Regions from separate parts of the Sus scrofa genome. Here region 1 is linked to region 2. The links are chromatin contacts, called in public Hi-C maps. All regions are on one chromosome and are shown on one strand. The core of a region is the stretch at or near the end of the contact, and the rest is flanking DNA. Distances in the headings are between cores, read along the strand shown.

Region 1 (4,184 bases), core at 1,231-3,730, 150 kb after region 2:
GAAGTCCATCATCCTATTAAGAAAAAAAAAAAGTGAAATAAGAAAAACCAAATGCTGTTTTCTCTTTCTTCAACAGTCTCTCCCTGCATTGGGATATTTAGAGTCTCACATTTACATTTTTTAAATCTAAAGCTAAAAATCAATAAATCTAAACCATTTGTGTTCTAATAAATTCTCCAGCAGAATACTTCATTGTGATTCATAAAAAAAAAAAAAACCTTGAATTAAGTGAATATATCCTCATGGGATAAATCCATTAAATATAATTTTGGCGTGTCCCACGATGCACCCACATTTTTATTTTGCTACTGTGTTTATCAGAATTTGCACTGAGTCTAGTTGAACGGCATGGACTAAGCGACTTAGCAGCTGTCAATTTCCATTTCCTATCTGCAGAGTAGAAGCCCTTTATCTCACTTGTAGGGCTGTGCCAAGAATTAATGAGATAAAACCTGAAAGAAACACTGAGCACTGTGGTAAACATGTGAAAAATGTTATTTTCCTTTCCTTTTTTGATACTCTAATATTTGACCATTCTTTTCACGTCATACTTAATGCAAATGTTTCTGTCACCTTAAATGTTACAAAAGGACCACCTGAGTGAACTAGATGTTGACAGTGTGGTTAAGCTTGTGTCTTTCTCTGAAAGCCTTCTCTATTGTTATCTGATAATACCATTTCAAGTGATTTAAACCTGGGAATGCCCCACTCCAAAAGACTGATAATGCAATAATAATGTTAAAAGGAAGGCAGCCAAAACTGTCTTTATTGTTTCTTTCTATCACTTAAATCTTCTGTAACTATGTTGGAATATAGATCATTAACCTCCCAGAGTCAGCAAGTTTTGAGTTTCTTTTTTAAGAAAGAATGTAATCATCTATTATGAAGCCTCAGATTGTGGCATTGATAATATTTTGATCTTGTTATTTTAAAAATATTCCTTATGACCCTGCCTGGAAATATTTACTTTATAATTACGGAAAGAAAGAAATCTCTTCTGAGAATTGAAGCTTCTGTTAGTCTTGCTTTATTCAACATTCTAATGCCTCTCTTTGTTTTCTACATAATAACTGTGTTCCCCTAGCTCACAAGCTTTCCAAGACTCCCCCCTGAGAAGAGAATAAAATCCAGTCTCCTGATCACCAGATTTGAGTTTAAAACCAAATTGGTCTATTCTCCTATTACATGTTGAATACTAGGGCTTGTGTCTAATTCCTTTGTTCGTTTTCTCAGAAATGAGACTGGTGCCTGGCATATAGTAGGTTCTCAATAAATAAATCTGCTAAATTTAACTAGTAACTGAAGTATAAACAATACTTCATCTGCAACTACCCACTCTTCATGACTCCCTCCCTGAATGTGTGCTGCCCCTGGCAACCTTGGGGTTCTGGACCATTGAAATCCTACCCACACTTTTAAGGCCCTGCTCCATGAAACCTTTTCTGATCCTTCAATAGCCAAGATTAATTTCTGCATTGAGTTTTCAGAGCATTTCCTACATCTGTTACAGTATTAAATCAATTCATTAATTATATAAGTATTTATTTGTTGTGAAATGTTACGTATAAAATAGATATTGAGCACCTGTTCTGCAGTGTTCTAGGCACTAAAGATACAATAGTGAAAAAGATTGATAAGAGCCCCATTCTTTTTTTTTTTTTTGGTATTTTTAGGGCTGTACCCGTGGCATATGGAGGTTCCCAGGCTAGGGGTTGAATCGGAGCAGTAGCTGCCTGCCTACATCACAGCCACAGCAACACCAGATCCGAGCCACGTCTGTGACCTACACCACAGCTCATAGCAATGCCAGATCCTTAACCCACTGAGTAAGGCCAGGACTGTCCTCATGGATGCTAGTCAGATTCGTTTCCTCTAAGCCACAACGGGAACTCCAAGAGCCCATTCTTACAAAGTTTTTATTCTGACGATCAGAATGATAACAAGTAGACAAATGTGTAACATCACGAAGTAATGTGAACTCTGACAAAAAATAAAGGGGGAAATGGAGTGCAATGGATGGACCTCTCCAGGAAAAGGGCATGTAAGCAGAGACTCAGACTCAGAGGAAGTGTGCAGGGCCTGTGCCAGAGGCTGAGAAGTTAAAGACCATGCAGCATGTGTTGCTCTCAACATCATGAAGAAACTTACCTGTTCAGTGATAATAATTGTACTCCAGTGTCTGGAATATATGCTAACATAACCTGTAGAGGAAAGCCATTCTAGAACTGGTGAGGACTGCCTTGCTATTTTAGGTGCTTCTGTGTTCCCTATATATTGTTATCTTGTGCAGGGAGAAATCATGTGTTGTTCATCTTGGTGTCCCCCAGAGGGCTCACAGTGCCTAATTGTTCTGGGCCCAGCAGGCTGGTAGGTTTGGCAAGTGCAGTCCTGAGCAGAGCCATCCCAGCACTGAGGCTGGAGCTCCTGGCTGGATGTTCTCTGCTGAGGGAGCTGATTGCTCTCCCCTGTGAATTACTGTTCACACTGAGAAGCCTGCGGCAGCGGATCTAATGATGAGAGAACTGCCAAAGCTGTGAGGCCAGGCTGGGCCCCTGGGGTGCTTGTGAGGTCATCCTCTTCCTTTCTGCTTGAAAAGCTGACAGTGATCATAGTGGAGATGAGTGGGCAGAACCCAGAGAAACTCTTAATCTTTTCTCTCCATGTATATAAAAAATATATCTGCATATCACACAGGGCAGTTTTATTCATCCAGGTTGACAAAAAGCCTGCCTCTGTTTTCCTCCCAGGAAAATAAGGAATTTTAAATGGAAACTAAACTCCAAAGTCTTCAAAAACCTTTACCCTCATTTTCAGAGGCACATCTGAGACTTTACTGTCTGGGATAATTGGCTGCTTTAATAAGGAGGTTGGCGTTTGTTGAAGCATAAAGAAAGAGAGCAAGTAAGAAAGAGCAAGTGAGTAATTTGTACACAGATAGAAGCATGGCCACATAGAATGTTGGTACACATGGGGCAAATAGCTATTTTGAATCCCTAATCTTATTTATTATACTATTTACATATGAGGAAATACTATCTTGTCTACAGATAGTATCTCACCTAATGGTGAGAGTAGCCTAGGCTGGTCTAGGTTTTGTGTCAGATGACAGTAGTCATCTCGATGCCGTGGCCATGGTCCAGTGCATCAGGATTGCAGATTCCGTGATTCTGTAGACTTGAAAAATCTGTTTCAGAGTCATAGGTAATTACCACATGACAAAATGTGCAACCTTGCCTCTCTCCCTGGCTCTGCCCTTACTCAGTCTGTATTCACTCTCTCCTTTCCTCCTAAATTGCTCCGCTGAGAGCTGCAAGTCACATGCTTTCATTCCGCAAAACCCTTTGACTCCCTCCAGCTTCTGTTCCCAAACATTCAAACACAGCATGGGAGTAGCAGACTAAAGAGTAAAGAAACCTGGTTTTTGTTGTAACTCAGTTTCCTGAATCAGTGTAAACACATAACACAGTTTTAATAGTATCCCTATAAATATTAGGAAAAAAAATGTCTTCCGTTGGGTCAAATGAACTTTCCTGTTCTTACCAGCTGTGACCAGTGACAAACTCATATGTAAGCAAATTGGCAATTTATGCAGAAGCCACTTAGAAATTGCCTGGGTTATTGGTGTTTAATATATGTTTATTCAGTGAGTTATGCCTGCATAATTGGGTGCATAAATTAGGAGTGTATTCTTGAGGAATTCTTTGGAGGAGTAAATAACATAGCAGGTGATCTGTGTTTTTAGAGATATATGTATGAGGAAAACTGTTCCAACTCCATCTATAAGACATGTGTCTTGAGATGTTTTCCTAGTAATGTTGATATGTTTGCCTTATTCAAGTTCATCTTTCCCATATAGCTCTCATATCTAAGGGCAATGATACATAAGACAGGACAGGTGATTACTGTTTCCATGTACAAACTTGGCTTCACTAGAACCAAATTAGCAAATCAACCAGATACTTATCATAAATGGATATATGACTATAAATCATATACCTATGTTATCTGTATATTTGTTATATGTGTTATTTGTATATTTATATGTTATTTGTATATTTAAATTCTAGCAAAACTTAGACTCAGTGGATATTTTCCCACCCATTCCAAAATTCCATCATACTAATTTGCTACATATATATTTTTTTCTTTTTTTAGGGCTGCACTTGCAGCATGTGGAAGTTCCC
Region 2 (4,011 bases), core at 220-2,719:
TGTTTTGGTTGGAAGAAGGTACATAGATAGAAACATTAATAAAGAAGAATGAGGAGTGTTGTCTCTTAAACAACATAGGCAGATTTATTGTATCAGGACCTTCCTATTGGAAATGAAGAGAATGGTAAAAGGAAGGAATCTAGAACTAAGGATCTCCTAAAATGCCCATATTCAACATGCATAGTTGTTGGATAACCTTAAGGAAAGGCCTAAAAGTTAAAGAAAGGATAAAGGTCTCTTTGTGTAGTGTTTCGAATCAGAGAACTATGGCAAAAGTCAGCACAGTCTGACCAAGTGGTTAATCTGGAATCCATGTCAGGTGAAAGCCCGTGAGACTGATAATGACCTAGGACTTTGCTTATTGATACCCAGTTGCCATAATTCTAAGTTGTGTTTTTATCTTCACAACTAGGCAGTAGTTAACCTTTATTCCTATTTTCTCTGCAATTTCCCTGGTATATCTAGTTCCTTTATCTGAGAGACCTTTACACATTTTAACTTCTATTATTCCTTTTAAAGAGAGTGTACAGGTCTTTTTAGGGCCGCACCAGTGCCATATGGAGATTCCCAGACTAGGCGTCCAATCAGAGCTGTAGCTGCTGGCTTATGCCAGAGCCACAGCAACAGCAGGATCCAAGCCACATCTGCACGGCAATGCCAGATCCTTAACCCATTGAGTGAGGCCAGGGATCGAACCCATGGCCTTGCGGATGCTAGTCGGGTTCATTAACTGCTGAGCCACAACGGGAACTCCCAAGAGTGTATGGGTCTTAATCCAAAAGGATTTTCCTGAAATCTACAAAACAAAGTTAGAATACCCAGACATTTTAAAGTTAATTACACATGTCTCTGAATGATCAAGTGCTATTTGCTTCGAACACTTGGTTGAGAAAAGTCATAAAAACCTACCCTACCTATTCGTTTTTATCCTTTATAAGCTTATTCCTTTGCTTTAAATACATTCACAATTGCAAACTGATCTTTGTCAGAAAATAATAACAATAACAATACCAACAATAACATTAATCATGTTGCAGGAGAAGAAGGCTGGAGAGGATGGTCATGTTGCAGGTCTTGAGTGAGTTCCTGGGCTGGGTGGCAAAGTGAGGGTCCTTGGCTTAGCCCAGGAAAGAATTCAAGAGTGGGTCACAGTAAAGTGAAAGCAAGTTTCTTTAGAGAGACACACATTCCAAGGCAGAATGTGGTCCGACTCAGAAGGCTAACGTGGCTGGAAATGTGCGGTGCTTAGTTCTTTTATGGGCTGGATAATTTCTTACCTAAGGAGTAAGTGGAGTATTCTAAGTATTTTGGAGAAGGGGTGTGGGTTTCCAGGAATTGGGCCAATGTCGACTTTTTGCGCTTTTCAGGTCAGCCTCGGAAGCGTCCTGGCGCTGGGGGGTGTGTCGGTCAGTATGCTAATGTATTCCAATGAGTGCGTAAGGACGCTCAGCGTCTACTGGGAAGTCAGATCTTCGCCATCTTGAGCCTGGTCAGTTCTGAGCGCGTTCTGTCCTGTCGTATTTTTCTCCAAGGCTGTGTCATTGTTTTTTAATGGTTGTGCCCTGCCGCCTTCCCTCCTGGCTCAGTGTTACAGCATCCTCCTTGGTAAGATCAGAACGTAAAATCCCCATCTCTTTTTCGTTCCTGCAAATGGAGTCGGGGAGAAAATCCGGGAGGGTGAGAACACTTCAGAATTCTGTGTGAATGAGGGGTTAGGAAATGCAGTGATTTCAACTGGTCTGGTTTAAACTGGATGAAAAATTTAAACTGGATGGAAAAAAGTGGTCTTGGCATTACATTCCCCCTCTATGGGTTGCCCTGAGTCAGTTTAGAGTCAACTGTCAGAAAAGCACGGTGAACCAGCTGCTGCTTTCTCTTATTTTAGGAAAGAGGAAAACCAAAAATTATTCTTTAAAATTTAAGGAAACATAGAACTACCTTTGAACTAATCAAGGACACTTTAAAAAACAGTATTAGGATTTTAAGACCATTTTGAGAAACAAAATTCACCTGAAAATGTTTTATGTTCCAGTCTCTCAGAACACCTGCTACCAATGTCAAATATGTGAATTCCATGGGATATTTGGCCATACCTCACATTACCATGCAACCAGGGCAAGATTTTTCTTGTTCTTTTTGCTATTTTGCAAATAAAACTCTTCTGTTTGCAGTGCGCAACTGTAAGCACTCTTTTGTTCCTGTGTGAGAAGGGCAAAAGAAATGAACTTAAATATTTCATTTATGAAACATTATTTTGTTACTTGCTTTGTTTGCTTCCTGGAAATTCGTATTTAAATAATATTTTTAAAGAAACCTTTGGAAGTAATGTATTGACCTTCATTTTTGTCTTTTGTATAAATAGCCCTGAATTGCTGTGATTTTTTGCCATGATCATGCCAGATTTGTAATAAATATCTGTGTACTGATAAGGAAAGAGTGCCTACCCACAGCACTATCTGGGAGAAATTCCTCCCCAGGGGTTATGGCTGAGATCAACTAAGAGGAAATAAAATGACAAAGCATCTTTCATTTCCATCGTTCCCTCTCAGATGACTACAGAGAACAGGATGTATAGTCCTGTAGTACCCATCACTAAGATTTACAGCGATTGTTCCTTCCTTTCAGATTGCTGTTACTTTCCTCAGTGTTACATACTGTCATTAAATTCTCCACCCTCGCTATTACAGCTTCCATTACCACCCACATGGCACTACGGCTTTATCCATGGGTGGCAGATGTTATCACCATATGTCATCCGATCAATTTTCCATTCAAGGGTAATGTAATGTTTGGGGGAAAGCCAAGTCACACTTTAGAAAAGGCTTTCTCTGTAGTCTTCACCAGTCGTAAATGCAAGCATCCTTTCAACTTCTTGGCTCTGCTGCCTAACCAAAAAATCAGCAGGGATCTTAGGGATGCATTGCATATTTCTCTGTTAGTTGGGCTCTCTCTCGCTATCACCTGCCAAATTGTTTCCTATTAAGGAGTTTGGCTCTCTTTTGCTTTCCTCTGCTTTTATTCTTCTCAGAATATTCTGGACAGAGAATCATTAGCGAGATGAAATACCAAAGGAGATAGTAGTTTCAGGTCTAATTCACAAGGCTGTTACTAGTTTATTTCTAGAATCTATATGTTACCTTCTTGTTCCAAAAGTTGGCAGTGCTCATAGAGTTTGAAATTCTCATTCTGTGTAATTCTAAAGGATAGCCAACACCAAGACAAGATCAATTTATCATTTTTTTTATGATTTGCACATGTTCTTTCCCTCACTCTCTTTTTGTTTTCTTCTTTATGCTCCACATATTCTCTCGACTCCACTTCCTCTCTTGCTGTGGATTATACCTTTCCACATTTATTAAACACTTACTATTTGCCAGTCACTGTGCTTTGCTCAACATATTTAAGTGTTAAAAATACACTTCTAAGTTTTACGAATGTTAAAGATAAACCTTAAATTGCTTTGAAACCAGTCCAGTCTAAATCACTGGATTTCCCATGCATGTTGGGTAATTAAGATGTGGAATGTTTGGGAAAAGAGAAAGTGAAAACAGTTACTTGTTTTTATTGATCATAAAATAATGTCCCTCTCAAGTGCTCAAGCTGTCTCACAGTTTGGTGAAGAATGTTCTCTTTACATATCCACAGTCATCGATATTTTAAAGACTTGGATTATGTCCTTTTTCCATTTTCGTCTTTTTTTTTTTTTTTTTTGGTCTTTTTGCTATTTCTTGGGCCGCTCCCACGGCATATGGAGGTTCCCAGGCTAGGGGTCCAATCGGAGCTGTAGCCACAGGCCTACGCCAGAGCCACAGCAACGCAGGATCCGAGCCGCGTCTGCAGCCTACACCACAGCTCACGGCAACGCCGGATCGTTAACCCACTGAGCAAGGGCAGGGACCGAACCCGCAACCTCATGGTTCCCAGTCGGATTCATTAACCACTGCGCCACGACGGGAACTCCCCATTTTCGTCTTAGAGTTTTGAAGTTATCAAATCTCATGGTCAAACTCA

Evidence for each region. A called contact is a pair of places that touch in the nucleus more often than the background predicts.
Region 1: a Hi-C map of skeletal muscle shows a contact between it and region 2, with 2.1 times the contacts expected there. The contact joins the enhancer-like site here to the promoter of CSRNP3 in region 2. A contact is called at or near these places in 3 of 47 Hi-C or Micro-C datasets (embryonic fibroblasts, heart right ventricle and skeletal muscle) and 1 of 2 datasets of contacts at active chromatin or transcription factors (skeletal muscle).

The regions. Positions count from the first base shown.
Region 1 is chr15:72,190,716-72,194,899 of Sscrofa11.1, forward strand. The region is part of intron 6 of CSRNP3 (cysteine/serine-rich nuclear protein 3); the gene reads left to right. Among named protein-coding and RNA genes, the nearest start is that of GALNT3, 150 kb to the right of the region's middle. Within about 2 kb of position 2,481, at least 13 of the 83 cell types and tissues checked have an H3K27ac peak or open chromatin away from gene starts, as enhancers often do. A contact at or near this core is called in skeletal muscle, where this site is marked.
Region 2 is chr15:72,039,385-72,043,395 of Sscrofa11.1, forward strand. It overlaps CSRNP3 (cysteine/serine-rich nuclear protein 3), which reads left to right and starts at 1,470. Exons shown (of 9, transcript XM_005671893.3): 1 at 1,470-1,605.